Linked DNA regions of Zea mays: regions 1 and 2 are each linked to region 3. The links are chromatin contacts, called in public Hi-C maps. All regions are on one chromosome and are shown on one strand. Each heading gives the region's core, a stretch centred on a gene start, on an enhancer-like site or on the middle of the called end of the contact. The rest is flanking DNA. Distances are from core to core; before and after follow the strand shown. Region 1 holds the start of LOC100381451 (Putative pentatricopeptide repeat-containing protein). Region 2 holds the start of LOC100274980. Region 3 holds the start of LOC103650456 (probable histone acetyltransferase HAC-like 3).

Evidence for each region. Hi-C and Micro-C count contacts between places; a contact is called where the count stands out from the background.
Region 1: a Hi-C map of ear shows a contact between it and region 3, with 2.4 times the contacts expected there. The contact joins the promoter of LOC100381451 here to the promoter of LOC103650456 in region 3. A contact is called at or near these places in 3 of 25 Hi-C or Micro-C datasets (bundle sheath, ear and tassel) and 1 of 3 datasets of contacts at active chromatin or transcription factors (leaf).
Region 2: a contact with region 3 is called in a Hi-C map of ear, with 2.6 times the contacts expected there. The contact joins the promoter of LOC100274980 here to the promoter of LOC103650456 in region 3. A contact is called at or near these places in 2 of 25 Hi-C or Micro-C datasets (ear and tassel).

Annotation. Positions count from the first base shown.
Region 1 is chr3:116,216,576-116,219,275 of Zm-B73-REFERENCE-NAM-5.0, reverse strand. LOC100381451 (Putative pentatricopeptide repeat-containing protein) reads right to left here and starts at 1,300. Exons shown (of 3, transcript NM_001322812.2): 1 at 975-1,300.
Region 2 is chr3:116,317,774-116,320,542 of Zm-B73-REFERENCE-NAM-5.0, reverse strand. It overlaps LOC100274980, which reads right to left and starts at 1,407. Exons shown (of 1, transcript NM_001149211.1): 1 at 792-1,407. The coding sequence starts at 1,289. The coding sequence ends at 993. It overlaps LOC100284958 (EXS, C-terminal), which reads left to right. Exons shown (of 13, transcript NM_001157853.2): 13 at 1-436. The coding sequence ends at 160.
Region 3 is chr3:115,896,948-115,899,647 of Zm-B73-REFERENCE-NAM-5.0, reverse strand. It overlaps LOC103650456 (probable histone acetyltransferase HAC-like 3), which reads left to right and starts at 1,274. Exons shown (of 17, transcript XM_008676047.3): 1 at 1,274-1,561; 2 at 2,345-2,514. The coding sequence starts at 2,360.

The DNA of each region.
Region 1 (2,700 bases), core at 51-2,550, 320 kb before region 3:
ATTTTTCAGAAATAGATGTTGGACTGAAACAATTGAGATCACAACCGTCACATCTTACCAAACCTTACTATTTGTGCGCCTCACGCAAATGAAAATCTCAATCCAAAGGGGGAGGAAAAGAAACAGAGGATGTGGATTTGTACCTCTTGGCAAGACACGGGGAAGTGAGGTTTGATAAGTTCCTTGATTTCAACAAATAAGTTCGAAACGTGGAAACCATGACAATATAAATTGTTCAAACATAATAGAAGTTCTTAAGTAAATACAAGATTACAGTACAAGTTGTTAGCAGAAACGGCAGGAAAAACGAAGTAGATCAACCAACAAATCACAGAGCACGACACACAGATTTACGTGGAAAACCCTTCAATGCGAAGGGAAAAACCACAGGCACCAGCCAGGCGAAACCTTCACTAATATGTGGACTGTTTATAGAACGTCGTTCGTAAACAGCGGCTTTCAAGAGGAGTAAATAATGACCATGCACAACAAACCCTAATTAGGGTCACTAATATATACCGCTCGCCAACACGGCCTCCATATGCAGAATTTAAATCACAAACCCTAACTAGGGCTTTAGCTTTACTACGTGCATCATTTTTAGCCACTCACAATCTCACCGTTTCTTGTCACTCTTGAGACCCAAACCATAAGGGGATTTCCAACTGCTTTTCAAAAGTTATTTACTCTCTTATTATTATCGCACTGATGGTACCAATTCGGTGAATTCTATTCGCTGGTCAGTCGTAGTAATGTCACCACACCCTTCAAGAAATGTCATGGAACTGAGCTGCATCCCGTGTCTCTACTAAAACTAAAATTTAGTTGCAAGATACGGGTAGAACAAATGCTCCTACTTTTCTTTCTATCCCTGAGAACACTAGCACAGGTTCGTATAGGGTACCAGAAACTCTTCTACGTGGCATTCATACGCAGAATCACAAATTCATATTTCACAATCACCAATGACTCACGAGAGATGCAGAGGCAGAGCAGCAGGAGTAGATGCAGGACACCAAAGCAGCGGCGGCGGGCACTGGCCCACTGGGAAAGGCAGGGGCGCTGTCAGCTCGGCCACGGTGCAGCTGTGCTGGAGGATGGAGACGGGCGGCCTAGCGGAGTCCAGCTCCGGCGGCACCGCAGCGTGGAGGCGAAGGCGCTTGAGTGGACGGCGTCGGGGTCACGGCAGATGGGCCGGAATCGGCTTCTCATCTGTCAGCATTGCGGCGGCTCGGTTGGGCAACTTTATGAGTAGAAGCCGCCGGCGACCGTCCGTCTGTCAGGATCGCCGTGCGGGCTTGCGGCCGCCAAGGAAGGGAAGGGAATCGACAAGGGCACACTTAGAGATGTGAGATGTCAATTGAGATTTCCACTGGGGATCGTGCAGGGGCACAACTACCAGGTAGACTGGCGGCGTGGGGCACATATACCAGGTGTTGGTGGCAGCGCAGCATGCGGGGGTAGTGCAACCAGGCGGCGGCGCGGCACACAGAGCGGCGTGGCTGCAAGGGAGGCTGGGTCGCTGGGAGCACCGAGCGGCAGCACAAGCGTGGCTACGGTAGGGGTGAAAATGGAAGTACGTGTGTATCTTATTCTAATGTATTTTAATTGGATTCTAAATCGGTTAGTTAGAAATAACTAACCGAGACTGCGAATATAAGGTTAACTTGTCCCTTATGGTTCGGGTTGATAATGAATGATTGTCAACGGGTAACACTATAGGGTAGTCAGTGGATTGAACGAGTATGCGATTATGTATGTACTGTAACAATGTTGGTCGATTTAAGGTGTGCAGGAATGGAGTACATGGACGGTGGTCGACGACTGAGATGAATGTCATGTGGCTTGTGCTGATGGACCTGGACCAGAAGCGGTGAAAGACGAGTGTTGGGTCTTGGCTGACATACCGGAGCAGCGGGATGACAAACTGTGGTGGCTAACACACGCACTCGCGCGAGTACGTGGTGGAGCGGGCCGTGTTGCCGACACGGTCGAGGACCGGCGGGACACATGTCTAGGTCGTGGGAACGCGCACGCGGTGTGATACTCATGACGGTTTTGTGGTTTGGCCTCAAAACCACACAGCATGTTTTGATGAGTTTGGGCCTCAAAACTCGGTGGCGACACATGGCATCACAGTGAAGGTGCGTTAAGACGAAGCAACTTCGTATGGAGCGTGTGGCCGTCGGATCGAAAACATAGGAGTTGCTCAATTTCACCCTCGGTGGAGTGGATAGGCTCTATGTAAATAGGGGTAGTTTAGAAAATGGAAATAATCCTCTATAAATAGAGGGGAGGGCTGTTGTTACAGCTATCTATTGATTGTCATTTTGTTTAGAGCACTTGTTTAGAACTCCTAGTTTCCTCTCACCAGTTGAGCCGAGGGATCCGCAATTTTGTAATTGTCGACTGTGCTCTTGCTTTGCAAAGTTTAATCCGAGGAAGGATCACCGTTACATCCCACGGGTTTTGGTCACTTCTACATCTCAGTTTTGCATCCTTGCTAAAATTTAGAGTTGTTACGATCTCATGTTCTTCCCTTTCCTTCTCTCGTGAATTTGTGAAGAACCTTTGAGTTCTTGTGATATGGGTGCTATTGGGGATTGGTTTGAGGAGATAGACTCTTTGGATCACTGCGTACGCCCCTTACAGTGTAGTTCTTGGTCGTGATCCGAATTGATTCTTCTTTGAGTTCGTTTT
Region 2 (2,769 bases), core at 158-2,657, 420 kb before region 3:
CACCATAGCAGCTCTGGAGATACTGAGACGGTGGCAGTGGGTGTTCTTCCGGGTCGAGAACGAGTGGAACAAGATGACAGCCAAACAGAACATGGAGATGTCATCCGACATGCCTTCCGAAGGAGACAGGCTACTGGATTCCAGTAACCATACAGTATGAGTTGAACAGCAGTCTCATAATTTTTGCGATACACAGATTCAGCACCATTCTTTTAGCGTGACCCATTTTTACGTCGACGGTTTAGATTTTGTATGTAGAGCTCAAAAGGCCAGGGATACGTAACAGGTTTCTATATAAAAAGTTGAAATTTGTTGGCACTACGGATGTAATCCTCTTGGAGGATGTGTACTTTTGTAACCCACTTGCATCCAACAGGAGGCATTTGTTGACACATTAAAGAAAAATAGTAATGCTGAAAATCATGAGTTTTTGGAACCGTAATTATCTCTTTTATCTTGTTCATTATCATATTCTTGGTGAGTACCGTATATCAGACAGACTGCTCGTGTGGGCATGACATTTCACGTCACCAGTTTATCGGATGGCTGAGACCTGATGAAGTAACATACAAGAAGCTGGGTCTAGTGGTATATGATTTGATGATCCAATCATTGTATCCATCCACCCACAGAATGAAGATATTTTGGAAATAAAAAAAAGGCCTGAACCCAGAACACAAATGGAACATTTAATACAAACATACTTTGTCTAATTACTAGCTAGAGCATGATCCATAAAAACATTAAGACACCAAGCACAAGCAGGTAAGCAATTATGCAGAAATGCTAGCTCCCAAAACAATCCTTGCATATATCCATGGCTCCATCCTTGCAGTAACTTGCATACATACATCTACTGCACTAGCACTACATCGGCGAGATTATTTAACTTGCATCTGTTCTTGACAGTCTACACAAGAAGAGGCGAACTGGATCATGTTCCATGTGCATTTGCTTAATCTGCACAAGAGACTAATTCTATATTACAAAAGCTACGGCGCCGAGAAGGCGTCGTCGAGCGGCCACGGGAGGTGCCGTTCGGTGCCGTCCATGCCGTCCGGCTCAGCGGACCGCGGCGGCGCCTGCACCATGGAGCGCAGCGTGTCGTGGAGGCGGTCGTGGCGCCTCCGGTGGCGGATGCGGCGCAGCACGGCGTCCCTGTCCAGCGCCCCCGCCCCGGGGCGCAGGTACAGGCAGCTCGTCACCGGCGCGGCCTCGACGACGCTGCCTTCGCCGTCGCCGTACCCGGCCGGCGGCGGCGCGTTCTTGGACACCATGGAGGACGACATGGCAAGGCAGGTGCTGGTTCCTCCCCCTGATGAGCTAGCTGGAGAACAGAGAGAGCAGGTACGCTAATGGCGACGTGAGGAGGGAGAGAGTGATGAGCGAGATTGAGAGGGGTGAAGTGAAGGTGGCATTGACGGAGCGTGTATTTATAGACGGCGATGGAGGTGGAGGGGGAGCTCAGCGTAATGACCACTCTAACCACAATTATTTTTACTCCTAATCATTCATTTGAAAATTGGAAAGGGACTCCAAGCTCGAAACAGGTAGCTGCCGGACATGGTTTCACGTGTCATCGCCGCCTGTTTGCTTTGTTTATTCGTCTCATCAGCCATTGACAGTTTGACACTGTGATGATCCATGATGACTCCTCCAGCACATTCGACCGTCCTCTCCTTCACCTTTTTACTGCCTGCTAATGGCACGCGTGTGCTCCCAGATGCGTGCTGTCACCCGCCAAGGGCAGCCAGTAAAAAAGGCCGGGAGGTAGGATCCTAAAATTAGTTGTAGTGTAGGGATTCTACATTCTAAACCGTCTAGTTAAAGCGTTAGCTAATGCTAATTGGCAGATGCACCTTTATTAACTAATAATTAGTCTATTAGAGCATCTCCTAGTCTTTCTAAATTCCACTCTCTAAATTATTATTTGAAGAGTTATTTATATAAATACCACTTTTTATATTTTTTAACCTCCAACGTTTTTTCTATATCTTTTTTACACTCTAGAGAGCTATTCACGTTTTCTATCTTTGGCTAGTAAGAAACACGAAATAGAAGATAGCTATATTTAGATAATCATTTAAATAAGATGTTTCCAGGTATTTTTTTTCACATAAATCTATATTTATATCAGTTAGGGTGGGAGAATATAGAGAGTCTCTAGGAGTTGCTCTTAATGGAGTTAGAATAACTGAAATGAACTGTAACTTGACAAAAGATAGTATTGCCCCTTATCCTTTCAACGTAGCCCTCGCTCCTCGATCTTCACCCGACGCTCGCCCGACCTAATCACTCGTTGGCAGAAGGCCATACTCGCCCGAATCGTCGCTGCTTCACAGAAACGATGTGCTCGGTTCCTATTTATTTTCCCAATCTAGTTCAATTTGTATCACTCTTCGAGAATTTTTGTAATCTTGTTGGTTTGGAACTCTCTAACACTAGCTTGTTCATTCTTGTTTACATCTGAGCTAGTGGTTAGTGTTGTTCTCGCAATTTTTACTTGTGTAGTAAATTACTTGCTCTCTTGTGCTATTAAGCTTGTGTTGCTTAGTAGCTTTGTTTAAATTTGTGTTACCTAGCTTGTGTAGTTTTGCTAGTAGAGTTGTGTTAGTAGCATCTCCAACAATAACCTATACTCGATACTCGTTTTGGATGCAATGCGGGAGAATACCTTTATATGGATGACCATCTTCTCAAACGTGTGTTTGGATACCTGGTTGGACACGATAACATTAAGGTATCTTCTTCCGGGCGAGTGCGTAACCA
Region 3 (2,700 bases), core at 25-2,524:
ACCTTAGCTTAATGATTATACTCATAACATTGCAACACATTTCAATTATTGGTTTTATACATAATTTGCAGAAACTCTCGTATATCGTCTAGATCTCTACATAAGGTATTTGTCAAGCTTAATCTATTTTCCTAATAATGCACATACACAAGACGATTTGAAGAAATGCTCAAACTTGAGCACATGCTTAAGGAGTGCATCGATGCATGCACTAAATTATCGGCTAATTGACCGAGCTCGGCTTGGCTCGGCCACTCAACAAGCTGAAGGAGAAGGTTTGTCTCGCCTCGAAGTCGGCTCGCGAGCCGCCTCAACTCATGAGCTGCATCCATGTGGCTATGACATTATGCTCAAATAATAGGGTAGCAATAAATATGATATGCCATTTGTTCTCAATAATGATCAGTTATGTTTTTCAGGTTCAGGTTTAAAGAAATGTCCACAAATTTAGAATAAGTGCAGCAGTACAGTCTTCTTTCGATCAAGACTACTGGGTGCAGCGAAGATTGTTCTTATTGTCCTGACATCAAGATACAACACTGAATTGAAGGATTGATGGACAAGAATGTTGACGTAGCAAAAAAAGGTATTGTTATTATAGCAATGGATTTTTTAATAGACAAACTTTGCATGACTATCCTCATATAAAGATTAAAACAATGGATAGTTAAAGGTCAGGACAAATATGCAGTTTAGTGGGAAAATGAAATTTTCATTCAACGGGTCTTTTCGCCTGATTTTGGTCTATAATTTTGACTTTACAGATGAACCCGACAAGTAAGTCTGAAGCGCGATTAGGATCAAGAACATCAACAATTCCTACCCTTCATGGTTACAATCAATTGCCTCTACAAAGTTTTAAAGACCGCTTAATTTTAATTAACACCACAACACATGGCTATACAAATGTTATTGTTGCACTATTTTTCCCGTTGCAACGCACATGTATTTACCTAGTTGAAATAAAAGGAATGGTTGTTGAGGTAGTCATAGGAAAATGTATATTTGAATATTATTGTGGGATTTAAAGGGGCTGTGGAGGTGAAGAGAGATGTTAAAGTAGTCATAGGCCCTGTTTGGGACAGCTGCTGTTTGTTGAAAAAGCAGCTTATCTGATAAGCTGGTAAAAAGCAGCTTCTGCTTGTTGGCTGCTTTTAGTTCATTTTGAGAAGCAGCTGAACTGATAAGCTGCTGAAGAAGCTGTCTATTTGGCAGGACTTCAGCTTAAATTTGTGAAGAAGCTGAAAATAAGCTGTGCCAAACAGGGCCATAGACTCATAGCAGGAGATTGTTGAAGACAGTCTCAAAATCGGTCCGTCTGGGGATCCAATCCACATGCGAGCTGGACCCGCCGAGTGGCCCCCATGGCCTTGACTTATTTACCCTTTCCCTCTCCATCCTCCCCTTCCTTCTGATCGCCTCCTTCCCGTTCCCCGCAGCCGCCCAAACCCTAGCCCTAGCCCCTAGCCCCGCTGCCGGCAAGGCCGGAGCGCCCGGAGCCCCCGCTGGCCGGCCCCGGAGAAGACGTCCCATGCGGCTGTATCGCGCAGGGGAAATTTAGGTAACGCCCCCGCCCCTCGCCCTCCCCCTCCCCGTCCCACGTAGGGCTCGATCAGATCCGATCTGGTGGCACTTGCTGGAGGCGGCGTACGGATCCCCTAGGGTTAGGGTTTTCTTGGTTTCTTCAGATTTTGGGCGTCGTAGGCGACGTTCGCCTTGTGCTCTCGCCCTGCGTGGTTCGTCTGACCCTGTGGTGTGCTTGTTAATCAATTGTATTATATTTTCTGACAACCTTTGATGAACAGAAAAAAGGAAAAACAAAACAAATGATGTCTGTAGCAGTAGAATTGGGGTTTAGTGATGAATGCTGCATGCAATCCTTATGTTATCGCTTTGTTAGTAGCGGTGCCGTTACGCTTGCGGCTTCCTGGTTGGCCAATCTGGTGACAATGTCTAGCACCTGAGCCGTATAAGACTAAAGGAATCAATGTGGTCATCGGTTACTGGTGCGTTCCACATTCTGCTACTCCAAATTTTGGGATATTTTTAGTGCCAGCGTGCTCAGGAAACGGTCGGTCTTTATGCTCGTCTTCAGTGTAAAAGTTGTTTACCTTTTTAGTCACATTACTTTCTGTTCCTAGTACTGATTTTTTGTGCTGCTTTGCTTTGCACTAGCAATCTACTGATCTTGTGATTTGTCGTACTTCCGCATTCCAATGACTATGCATTCTATATCTAGTACAGCTTCATGTGTGCTTCTATGCTTTGCGTTAGTGGTATGACTATCATGTGCTTGCAGCTGCTTATCGAGCTCTTGATGACTTGGAAAATCTCTGCGTTTCAGGTGAATGTTACAAGCATGATGACTCAAACCCTGCAAGGGAAAGTTATGGCCTACACACCGAGCAGTTTTCCTGTTCAGCAACAGATTCTGCCGGAGGATCTTGAAATGCTTCAGCTGGATAACATGGACCAGGGTACCTCTCCGGTTCGTGCTGTCATCATTAAAAGAATGTAAGTTTGGAAGCCACCAGCATCAATACTAGTTTTGACTTGCAATTTTGTTGTTGCTGACTTGCTGTTAATATACGCGGCTCTGCACTTGCTGTCAACAAGAAAACATGTCACTACTGATACATGGTTCACACTGCTAATTCATTGCATTTGGTTCTTTTTTTCGCTCTTGAATGAGTTCATTTT